2 separate regions of the Mus musculus genome follow, and region 2 is linked to region 1. The links are chromatin contacts, called in public HiChIP or PLAC-seq maps. All regions are on one chromosome and are shown on one strand. The core of a region is the stretch at or near the end of the contact, and the rest is flanking DNA. Distances in the headings are between cores, read along the strand shown. Region 1 overlaps Ptpro (protein tyrosine phosphatase, receptor type, O). Region 2 has its middle 4.0 kb from the start of Gm38915.

Region 1 (5,449 bases), core at 2,619-5,118:
CCCCAAGAAGGTATAGGATGCCTGAATCACTTGAGTGTAGCTAAGCCTAGTAGCTGAAACAGGTTTTTGTTCATATGAACGCTAATACAACTTCTATTCATTTCCATACTAACACTGAAAGATCAAACGTGTATTGAGAAATTGCATCATTTGTAATCATTATGCAAATTGAAGATAATGTCTGGATTTACATATATTACCAATACAGCTATAAGTCATGCATGAAGCTATATGGCTTTCTACTTCGTATTCACTGAATAAATTCCCTCCATATTCGGTATATGACTGGGAAGCTGTGAGAAAGATTGATGAGTCTTCTGACAGAAATATACATCTTCCTTTAAGGAGGTTGGGAACTGGTAAGAGGACAGCTTCATTTCTGATGTTTCTGATAAGAAAGCGTCTATAGAACCAGACCTCAGAGCTTGAGGTGGGAACATTCCATGTAGCCCTTGCTTTCCCGTTGATTGCTGGCATTTTGGAATTAATTAAAACACAGGTGGAGGCCCTCACGCTCTTTGTTCAGAAATATGACTATACATACAACTGTGCAGCATCCTACAACTTGTACAAGTGACTCTTCTCGATAGTGATGCCACCTCAGCCTGCCTCTTACATCACCTCAAATCCCCCCATCACTTGGGGTTACAAGAGCTTTGCTCCCAGCCTTGACTTTTCCCTCTTATCCCCTCAGTCCTAGAATTTGATCTTTTCCTAAGAGCCTCTCCTAGCACTGCGGCATTGGTTTGTGTACCATCCCTAATGAGTTGCATCTTGGTCTCCCCATCCTTGAGAGCTACTGTAGACATCCAGGGGGTTGATATCTTTTATCTCTACCCTTCTACTACCCACCCATCAGACTCCCGTCTGCACTGTATGCTTTCCTCGAGGTTTGTGTGATGCATCAAATTCTGTCCACACATAACTGCCGAGGTCCCATTGTCTACCTGCCACAGGATGATATCTCATTCTCAGATAGGACCATGATAGATGGAGATAGTTAAAATGGCCAAAGGTTAAGAGATCATACTATATGCGGCTGAGCTGTAGGTGAATGTCCAATTAGAAGCTAATGAAAACGAACGAGATATCCTCACCACAGCCATCACAGAAGGGGCGTGGTCCTGCTGATACCTGGGGTTTTGATTTGTGCACTCCAGAGCTAGGAAACAATAAATTTGTTTGGTGTTAAGTCACCATATTTGGGTCGCCATCTTGGTTCCGGGACTCCGCAGAACTTAGGAAATTAGTCTGAACAGGTGAGAGGGTGCGCCAGAGAACCGGACTGCTTCTGGGACAGGCGGAAGCACAGAGCCGCTGAGGCAGCACCCTTTGCGGGCCACAGACAGCCAGCCACCATCCGGACCAGAGGACAGGTGTCCGCCTGGCTCGGGAGGCGGCCTCAGCCTCAGCAGCAGCGGTCGCCATCTGGGTTCCAGGACTCCGCAGAACTTAGGAATTTAGTCTGCACAGGTGAGAGTCTGCACCACAGAAGCTGACAGCTTCTGGGAACTGCCAAAGCAACACAGCTTCTGAGAAAGGTCCTGTTTTGGGCCTTCTTCTTCGGCCAGGAGGAGGTCCAAACACAAGATATCTGCGCACCTTCCCTGTAAGAGAGCTTGCCAGCAGAGAGTGCTCTGAGCACTGAAACTCAGAGGAGAGAATCTGTCTCCCAGGTCTGCTGATAGACGGTAACAGAATCACCAGAAGAACAATCTCTAAACAGAGTCAACTATAACTACTAACTCCAGAGATTACCAGATGGCGAAAGGTAAACGTAGGAATCTTACTAACAGGAACCAAGACCACTCACCATCATCAGAACCCAGCACTCCCACTTCGCCCAGTCCAGGGCACCCCAACATACCTGAAAACCTAGACCCAGATTTAAAAGCATATCTCATGATGATGGTAGAGGACATCAAGAAGGACTTTAATAACTCACTTAAAGAAATACAGGAGAACACTGCTAAAGAGTTACAAGTCCTTAAAGAAAAACAGGAAAACACAATCAAACAGGTAGAAGTCCTTACAGAAAAAGAGGAAAAAACATACAAACAGGTGATGGAAATGAACAAAACCATACTAGACCTAAAAAGGGAAGTAGACACAATAAAGAAAACTCAAAGTGAGGCAACACTGGAGATAGAAACCCTAGGAAAGAAATCTGGAACCATAGATTTGAGCATCAGCAACAGAATACAAGAGATGGAAGAGAGAATCTCAGGTGCAGAAGATTCCATAGAGAACATGGACACAACAATCAAAGAAAATGGAAAATGCAAAAAGATCCTAACTCAAAATATCCAGGAAATCCAGGACACAATAAGAAGACCAAACCTACGGATAATAGGAGTGGATGAGAATGAAGATTTTCAACTCAAAGTCACCATATTTGTAGCACCTTATTCCAACAGCCTCAGAAGGCCCATACAGTGCTGCACTGGATGAGAGCTTACTCTCTTCATCCCCCTTCATGGTCACCTGAAGATAAGCACACACCACAATTCTATTGTGCCATTAGCTTGCTGCAGATGGGCCCTCTGCTCTCCCCCACCCCCTTACCCCCGCCCCTTTGTCTTCCCTGTGGACACGGGATCTATTGGCCCGAATGCCTTGCGTCTAACGCCCAGTCTGTTCCAAGGTCAGTGCTAAGTACCACAATCTGCTGATGGTGTTGCTAGCTCTAAAATCCTATGCTTGCCTTACAGGCTGACTGTGTTCTTCCAATCCATGGAAGGCCTTGCCTCGTTGACAGTATTTAAGGATGAGGCCCTTTGGAGGTAATTAAGATGCACAGAGTAAAGGAGCTGGGATTCTAGTGGTGAGGTTAATGCCTTAATATAAGAGAAACTAGTGAGTTTGCCATCTTCTTCTTCCCCTGAGCTTCACGTTGATAAGACATGGGAACACACAGAGCTGACAGCTGCTTACAAGCCAAAGATTAACAAGGAAATCTACATTGTTGGCAACTTGGTTTGGGGCTTTTCAGCCCCCATGACTATGAAAAATAATAGCATCTTTTGATTAAAACCTCAACTCTGTGATGTTTAGTTGTGGCAGTACACACACACACACAAACACAGAGGCATATACACATACACAGTGCATGTTTTTACTTTCTTTCTCTGGAGTTGGGTGCTTCAACTGTCTCTGGCCCAATATAGATGGCCACTGGGCTTGGTGACTCTGTTAGGCTCTAGGAAGTCATTACAGTGCTCTTGGCTTGAAACAATAGATCTGTGCTCTCCAAGTTCAGATTCAGGAGCTGAACACGCTCCCTTTGGAGCCTCCGGGGAGAGCACTTGTGTACCTTGCTCAGTTTTGGGTGGCCCCAAGTGTCCCTCCACTGGCAGCTACATCAAGCCAGACTCTAACCAGTCTCTACATGGCTTCTCCTCTGGCAATCCATACAGAGTGACTTATCCCCACAGACTTTTACAAAAGGTCCACATTCATAGGTTGTGACATGGACACAGCTCCTTGGAGAACACCATTCAACCCATGGGGACGTCTCCAGTAAATAAAAAACATGATTGATTATATCCGAAGCAAAATGGGCAAACAGAAACTGGAAAATGATTTATGTGGCTTCAGCCCGTCACCCCTACACTTTATTGTAATGAAGATTTAAGCCTCTGCGGTGTCTCTATGGCTCGAGGGAAACTCCCTGCAGAGTGACCTGAGCTGAGACCTTGTTTGGTTTTCCATTGGGTGACAAGCTAAATTACAAAGCCTGCAGAGTTGCTCGCTTGTACACCCAGCTTCGGGCCGGCTCAGGCTCCGCTGCAGTTCTACTTGGCTAATTTACATTTACAGTGTTCAGCCAATTAAGCAGCTCTTACCAACTTAGGGCATTTTCAACTGGGACCGCAGCACTGAATTTCAGGTCTCTTAGAGAGTCAGTGTCCACGTGCTCAGCCCGCTCTCCAGCTCTGGGTTTGTTTCCAAGGTTTCTTTTGTATCCGAGGCCTTTCCGAGTTGCTTTTTAGTCTGTGTCCAAATTGTTGGCGGAAAGCTGAGGAGAGTTGTGACTCTGTCCACACAAAGGCGAAGAAAGGAGTCATTATAGACCCAGGTCAGGCAAAGCAAAAACAAACACAACCACACCACCTTTGAATGCTTCACAGTTGGTGTTCACGGGGCAATGTTTGCCTTTGTTGAGTTTAATAATTCTATTTGCTAGTACACAAGCCAGCAAAGGATGGGAAAGTTGTAAGATTTGTCTGAGGATGGCTAAACTTACATTGACGATTTTTGAGCTGCTTTCAAAAAACCGATTCTTTATAAGTGGCACACACAACTAAGGAAGATATTTTGAAAAATAATCTCTTTTGGACAAATTATCCTTTATGGTTCTTTCTAAAGAAACTCCACTTGTAAAATATCTTAATCAATGGAAGAAAAAAAAACCCATAATTTAAATAAGCTCATGATTACTCTAATTAACCTTAAAAAATAATGCTGATTTGGGTTAAGTTTTGCAAAACTAGAGATTGTGTGTGTGTGTGTGTGTGTGTGTGTGTGTGTGTGTGTGTGTGTGTGTCTGTGTTTATCTCACAAGAGTAATATAGCAAGCCATTGGAAAACCTTGATGAGAAACTTGTGCAATTACAATGGCAGTTTTCTGCTTTATAAGGACACTAGTGCAAAGGTTTTTTTTTTTTTATCTGAAATGGGGAAAAATTTAAATTTGTACTGAGGCACCTACTTGCCAGTTCATCTTCAAGAACGGCTGACTACCTCGTAGCCCAAACAGTGTAAGATTCTATAATCTTGAGAAGCAAAAACTGATGAAGCATCAACAAGAAAGAAACAGTTGGGCCACTGAGGTTGCTCCATCCAGGCTGATGGCAACTGTGCAGGCCAGTATCGGGTGACAGCAAGTATCTCCAACTTGAAAGAGGCCCAGGACCGAAAGCTGGATTCCCAGAGCATGGGCTCTGTGAAGAATGCTTGAATCAAGACACACAGGATGAGAGGGCCGCTCTTCTCAATCAACGTCTCTTCCCTTAAATGTCTCTTCCCTTTAAAATCTTTCAGAGATCCACAGATTCCTCTTCCAGAGTAGTCCTCTAGCTCCGAATTCCTTAAAGGAACCATTGAGAAGAGACTTGAAGTGTGACACTTGGGTGCTTTGCTGCATCCTTTGGGGCTTGGAACAGATTACCTTGAGTAAAGTTCGAGAACTTCAGAGTTCAGATCAGCAATGCCTGTGGAGAGGCCTTGCAAGAGGGGTGACCTGTAATCGTAGCACTCAGGAGGCAGAGACAAAGCACGGTCAGGACAAGCTGGTGAGCTAGCCTTGCTAACTGGCTTAGTCAAAGACCCTAATGTGGCAAATGAAGTGAAGATCCATTAGGGAAGCCACCATAGCCCTCTGCCTCACCACACGGGCACACCCACATACATGCCAATACATCATTACACATACATACACATGCAAAAC
Region 2 (5,467 bases), core at 2,002-4,501, 260 kb after region 1:
ATGGTGGGCTTTTCTATGTTAAGCATCCAGACTCTCTTCTCACTACCCTGAAGCTGCCACAACTGCCAACTTCATCTTTTCTCCCAGTTTCTCTTCCTGCTGCGACTGCTCTTCCTCACACTATGCCCCTGTGCTCCGCTCTCTGCTGAGTGGATTTGAGGGGCACTGTGCCATTGGTGGTCTGTCCCCCATGAGTGGATTTGAGCCACAGTCTGGGCCCTGCATTGCATCAACCCAATAGTGTGACAACTATTTGACAGACACACAGACAGGGAGGGAGCTGGGGTATTACAGTGTTCAGGAGGGAAGAAGGAAGTGTGTTTTCAATAAAGTAGAATTTGCCTGGAGCCTTGCAAAAGGGTAGAGGAAGTAGATTTTGAAAGGCGGAGAAGTTTTATAAAGTAAAGCTTTGTGGGTTTGAATAGAGATGTCAGCTATGGAATTACAAAATGTGTTTGCCAGTCACACAATAGAGCTATTTAGCAGGTGATAAGGATTCCTGCCAAGGACCAGTGACATGTTTTGTCTTGCAGCTAAATATTTCTTTACATTCTATAACAGGAAGGGGAGAAGTGACATCTACAATAGCCTTTTGTGAAGCTGGAACACTTCCTCTTTCTCCCCTGTTGAAGGCGTTGAGCGAGGATTATCTTCAGCATATGCTGAGAGAACTCGTGGCTCTCTGCGCAGCTTTTCACACAGTAGGAGACACTCGTTTCAGTAGAGGAACCAGCTTAAGGAGGTTTTATCTCAGCCATTCAGGATTCTCTTGGTAGGCTAGTGCCTGGGCTCTGGAAGCCAGCAGAATCATCATTGGTCGATACAGCCTTAGTGAGAAATTAAACAAAAAGTATGTCCTTAACTTTGGAAAGCTTAGTCCCAGGTGAGCTGGTGGTAATAACTGAGAGGCAGAGCCTCCTGGAAGGCTTCAAGTGCAGGGAATAGTGTGGTCAGCATTGTTTCCTTTCTGCTCTTTCACTTTATGTCCACTAGGTGATGTTCCATCATGATGTGCCACACCACCTTATGCTCCAAACAACAAAGTCAATGGTTCAAGGACTGCAACCACCAAAACTGTGAGCCAAGACAAAACCCTTCATAAGTTGATCATCTCAGGCACTCATCCTAGTAGCAGAAAGGCAACTAACCCTAAACTCCTTCATTCAGACATAGTTTCAGCAAGACATACACATTGGCAAGTCCAGGCTGAATTTCTGAGCTGAATTTTGGCAACCTTGTGCCATCGGCTTCTCTGGGTAGTGTACAACCTTCAGCGAAAATGCAAGAAGCTCTCCAGTTCGATAGACTAGACATGGATGCGAAAATACCTTCATCCTCCTTTCTCTCCAGCCTGAGATGAGACCAGTTATAGCTTCCAAAGACAATGAGGCCATTTGCTGATGCAATGGCATCTAAGCCTGGCTTCCCTCCATCCCCCATGCCTATATTTTCCCTCTTTTTCCTTGAGATTGTATTACTTTTAGCCTTGAGTGTTTAAAAAAAGATTGGGGCCATTTATTTAATGTCAGAATCAATACTGATCCCAGGGCTATGTACAGGATGGATTCCTGGTAGCAGTGCTTGCTGATGCTTTCAAGGGCTCAGGGAGCGTTTACAAGCATGGTTCTTCCTTCAGTTATAAAGGAGATACATTCAAGATGAACTAAACAGCCTAAGAGAAGCTCAGTTCCCTATTCTGAGCTCACAAGATGAACTTGTGTTTACTAGATAAAGAATTTATAGCTGGGAGAAGTAGACTTCTACTCTTAAGAATATCTAACCAGCTTTCAACCCACTTGTAATAGCTTGTAAAAGAAATTGCTATTAAAAATGCTGCAAAATGGTAAGGTCATAAATGAATGAATTACAACATTCAATTACTGGCTTTTTCGACTAATAATATTGCCCCATATGATATAACACCAGCTATAAATAGCCATTTAAAATGCTTTCTCTTGTCACACATAGTGAAATGTGGCTTTGCAAATGGGTCACTCAATAGAATGGAGCTATGTGTAAACCATGATTTTCCCCTCACAGCTCTATTGTAGAAGTTAAAAGAAATTGTTGATCCCAGAGTGCCTCAGAACAGATATACTTCAAAGACAAGAGGAAATATTTTATACTTTGTGACATTCTTGAGATAATGGGAAATTAATATTCTCTACCCTTGCCTTTGTGTTTATTTGTAACTATATGTTAGGATAGCTTCACTTTTTTAGTGTATAAAGGCTGGGGGAAAATCATTACTAAGGTTTTCCTTAAACTGACAAACAAAAAAAACTAGAAAATTAGAACTGGTATGAACATCTTGTCTGTGGTATTGGCCATCCCTCATGTGTCATTATTTTCCATATATTTCAAGCAAACAGTGTAATATCCATGCTTTTGGACTATGACGATCAGAATAGCTCACAGTGAATAGCAGTCCAGTGTGTTCGTCCTCTAGTAGTAAACAGCCTTCATTTGTCACCCCTTACTGTCTTGGAAACAGAGTATGATCAAAGTTAAAGCAAACCCGTGTTGGAGATATTATCCAAGCCTGAATGTTTCCACAGCACTCAGTTTCTCTGGGTCAATCCACCAACCCAACACTATCTGGGGTCGCTCTAGCGTGCTCTTCCCAGTCTGCTCTCTCTTCTTTGAAATCTCAGTCTGGCATAATAATAATCCACTGGATAAGGGCACTCGATGCCAAGTTTGACAACCTGAGTTTGATTCCTGCACCCCCATTGCTGGAAAGACAGAATTGACTCCCACGGGAACAGGCATGGACTAAACTAATGTGACAAAAAGACATGTTGTGGATTCTCATATCTCTCAGATAACCAAATTTGATGCTGCCTCATCACATATTCTGTTATGTCTGTCTAACTTGTAAGCGCCTTGTTTCCCTAGCAACTCTGAAGCCTCAGAATAGAGAGTGAAGTTTTCCTCATTTTACTTCCAGATAATTGGGGTAGAACGAAACAGAACTCGATTTAATTCAGTAAATTTAAGTCTCCTTCCTTCTAACATCCAGACTAGGAAAATTCCCAAGGTCTTCTGCTACCACAGACATAACTACAGACCATACAGTTGTTCACCATGGTTGATTGCCCCCTACCACAGTCTACCATTGAACCTCAGCTACAGAATGAGACGTATAATTAAAATGTGTCACTGGAGACCTAATTAACATTCACTTTCCTCAAGAGTCCTATTAGCAGACTGCAAATTAAAAGTGTTTGAAAAGTATAATTGGCATAATGATGAGAGAACACAGAATAACCACATCACCCCACCGAATACATAGAGAGGGAGCTGTTAAAAATGGAGAGGATGTAGCAGCGCCTCACATGAACAGGCTGTGCCGAATCCCCACATGGATGGCCCTTATCAGACTTCACACGGTTAGGCGTTTCCAGATCTTCACGTGGATAGGTTATACCAAATCCCCACATGAGAGAAACCTCATAAGCCAGTCACAGAAGCATAGACATTGTGTGGCTTTGTTCATGAAGGGTTTCCAGGTCAACTTAGAGCAGCAAACGCTATGCTATGGTTGTGAGAGCCAGAGGCAGTGGGAAATGCGAAGCTGTTGCTTTAATGATATAAAATTCCATAAGCTGTTGCTTAATGATAGAAAATTTTGAGACGTGTACATTTTACAGATCTGCTCTACAAAGTAACACAATGGTTCCTTTCACTTAACACTGTTAAATGAGTTTCTATGCTAGTACATACTTCTTAGCATAAACACCACACACACACACACACACACACACACACACACACACTCACAAATACATTGAAATCTGTCAAGTTGACTGGCTCTGATAGCTATCTTGATCCTGATGGTGGTACCCCTGCACATATCTAACTTCCTGTGCGAGTGACAACAATTACATCTCAGTACAGTTGTTAGAGAAAGTATACCATGAAAAGAAAATGGCGGAAAGACACCTAAGCTTGACACAAGATTTAAGTAAGTAGGTGAATAGTAGATATCAGATTCATCAAGAAGTAAATAAACAGTGGTAGAAATCACCGGCTAATGCTATTATGGTACCCTTGGCTTTGGTCACCACAGTGCCTCCCTACTCCTCATATTCACCCCAGAGATGCATATAATCATCATCTTTAATTCAAGAAGAGGGAAACTGAGGCAAGGAAAAGTTAAGTTGCAGTAGATCCAGGACACAGCTAGGATTCAGCCTCCAGTGATATGTCAGATCTGGGGTTTGAAGGATACTGTCTTAACCACTGGGTGGCATTTTTGTGGACTCTGCTGTCCAAAGTGCACCCTTGATAATGCTCCAGACAAATGTTCTGTTCCCTGAACTCTCAAAAATCCACTTAATTTAAAAATTCTTCCACAATACTGAGCACTTTTGGTAACGGACACATTATAACATGACCTTCAGCGACTACTTTTAGAAACTCTGCTCCTTGTGTGTGAGATGAAAATGTGACTTTTACTGACCCTAATAAACAAGGATGCTGAGAGGATGCTATTCTTGGGATTAGACATCAGATAAGATCTAGTCTTAAACCGGGTGTGGTGGCGCACGCCTTTAATCCCAGCACTTGGGAGGCAGAGGCAGGCGGATTTCTGAGTTCGAAGCCAGCCTGGTCTACAAAGTGAGTTCCAGGACAGCCAGGGCTACACAGAGAAACCCTGTCTCAAACAAAACAAAGCAAAGCAAAGCAAAGCAAAGCAAAGCAAAACAAAACAAAACAAAACAAAACAAAACAAAACAAAACAAAACAAAACAAAACAAAACAAAATCAAAAACCAAAAGATCTAGTCTTAGCAGACACTGGATTTGGGGGATTCTCTCATTCACTGGTCTTGACAGTCAAGCATTGTGACTCCATTGTGAACAGGGACAGGTGAGAGAGTTTTCCTTCCACTAGCCAGCAGCAGCAGCAGCAGCAGCAGCAGCAGCAGCAGAACACCTTCAATTCAATGGCCAGAAAGACAGATTCTGCTAATATACTGTGTGAGCTTAGAAGCAATTCTTCCTCAATCTCTATCAGAACACAGCCCCCCCCCCCCCGGTTACTGGGGATCCCAATGGACCTCTGGCAGAGATGATGTAGGATGCTCCCCAACAGTCCCACCCTCTGGTTCCACACCATCTTCTCTCGGTTATCCCATCAGGTGCAAATCCAGGCACCACTAAGAAGTCCTTTTGTAGATGTAAATACGATCTCAAAGAGGTCAGCACTGAGATGCTGAGAGCATTCTAGTTGGTTTGTCCAATTAGATGAATCTTTACAAAGAGGCTGACCTTGACTGAGAGACACTGGACACAAGTGAGAGTCACTGTTGCTGGCTGGAAGAGAGGAGGCTGTGTGACCACCACCACCAAAACCAAAAGCGTGGGAAGTTCTATGAGTCCAGGATGGATGTCAATGCTCTGCTAAATGCCAGCAAGGGAAAGCTGACCTAGTCACCACCACACCACGCCATGCCATGCTA

The links. HiChIP or PLAC-seq counts read pairs in DNA pulled down with a chosen protein or histone mark.
Region 2: a contact with region 1 is called in an H3K4me3 HiChIP or PLAC-seq map of embryonic basal ganglia, with 3 times the contacts expected there. The contact joins two enhancer-like sites. A contact is called at or near these places in 13 of 39 promoter capture datasets (the C10 cell line, the HPC-7 cell line, cranial neural crest and 8 more), 7 of 484 Hi-C or Micro-C datasets (the C2C12 cell line, ECoMG-derived neutrophils, the HPC-7 cell line and 4 more), 6 of 115 datasets of contacts at active chromatin or transcription factors (bone marrow-derived macrophages, embryonic basal ganglia, embryonic stem cells and 1 more) and 1 of 9 other capture datasets (embryonic stem cells).

Annotation. Positions count from the first base shown.
Region 1 is chr6:137,434,288-137,439,736 of GRCm38.p6, forward strand. The region is part of intron 19 of Ptpro (protein tyrosine phosphatase, receptor type, O); the gene reads left to right. Among named protein-coding and RNA genes, the nearest start is that of Gm52924, 160 kb to the left of the region's middle. Within about 2 kb of position 3,869, at least 38 of the 459 cell types and tissues checked have an H3K27ac peak or open chromatin away from gene starts, as enhancers often do. A contact at or near this core is called in embryonic basal ganglia, where this site is marked.
Region 2 is chr6:137,696,395-137,701,861 of GRCm38.p6, forward strand. No RefSeq gene overlaps it. Among named protein-coding and RNA genes, the nearest start is that of Gm38915, 4.0 kb to the right of the region's middle. Within about 2 kb of position 3,252, at least 5 of the 459 cell types and tissues checked have an H3K27ac peak or open chromatin away from gene starts, as enhancers often do. A contact at or near this core is called in embryonic basal ganglia, where this site is marked.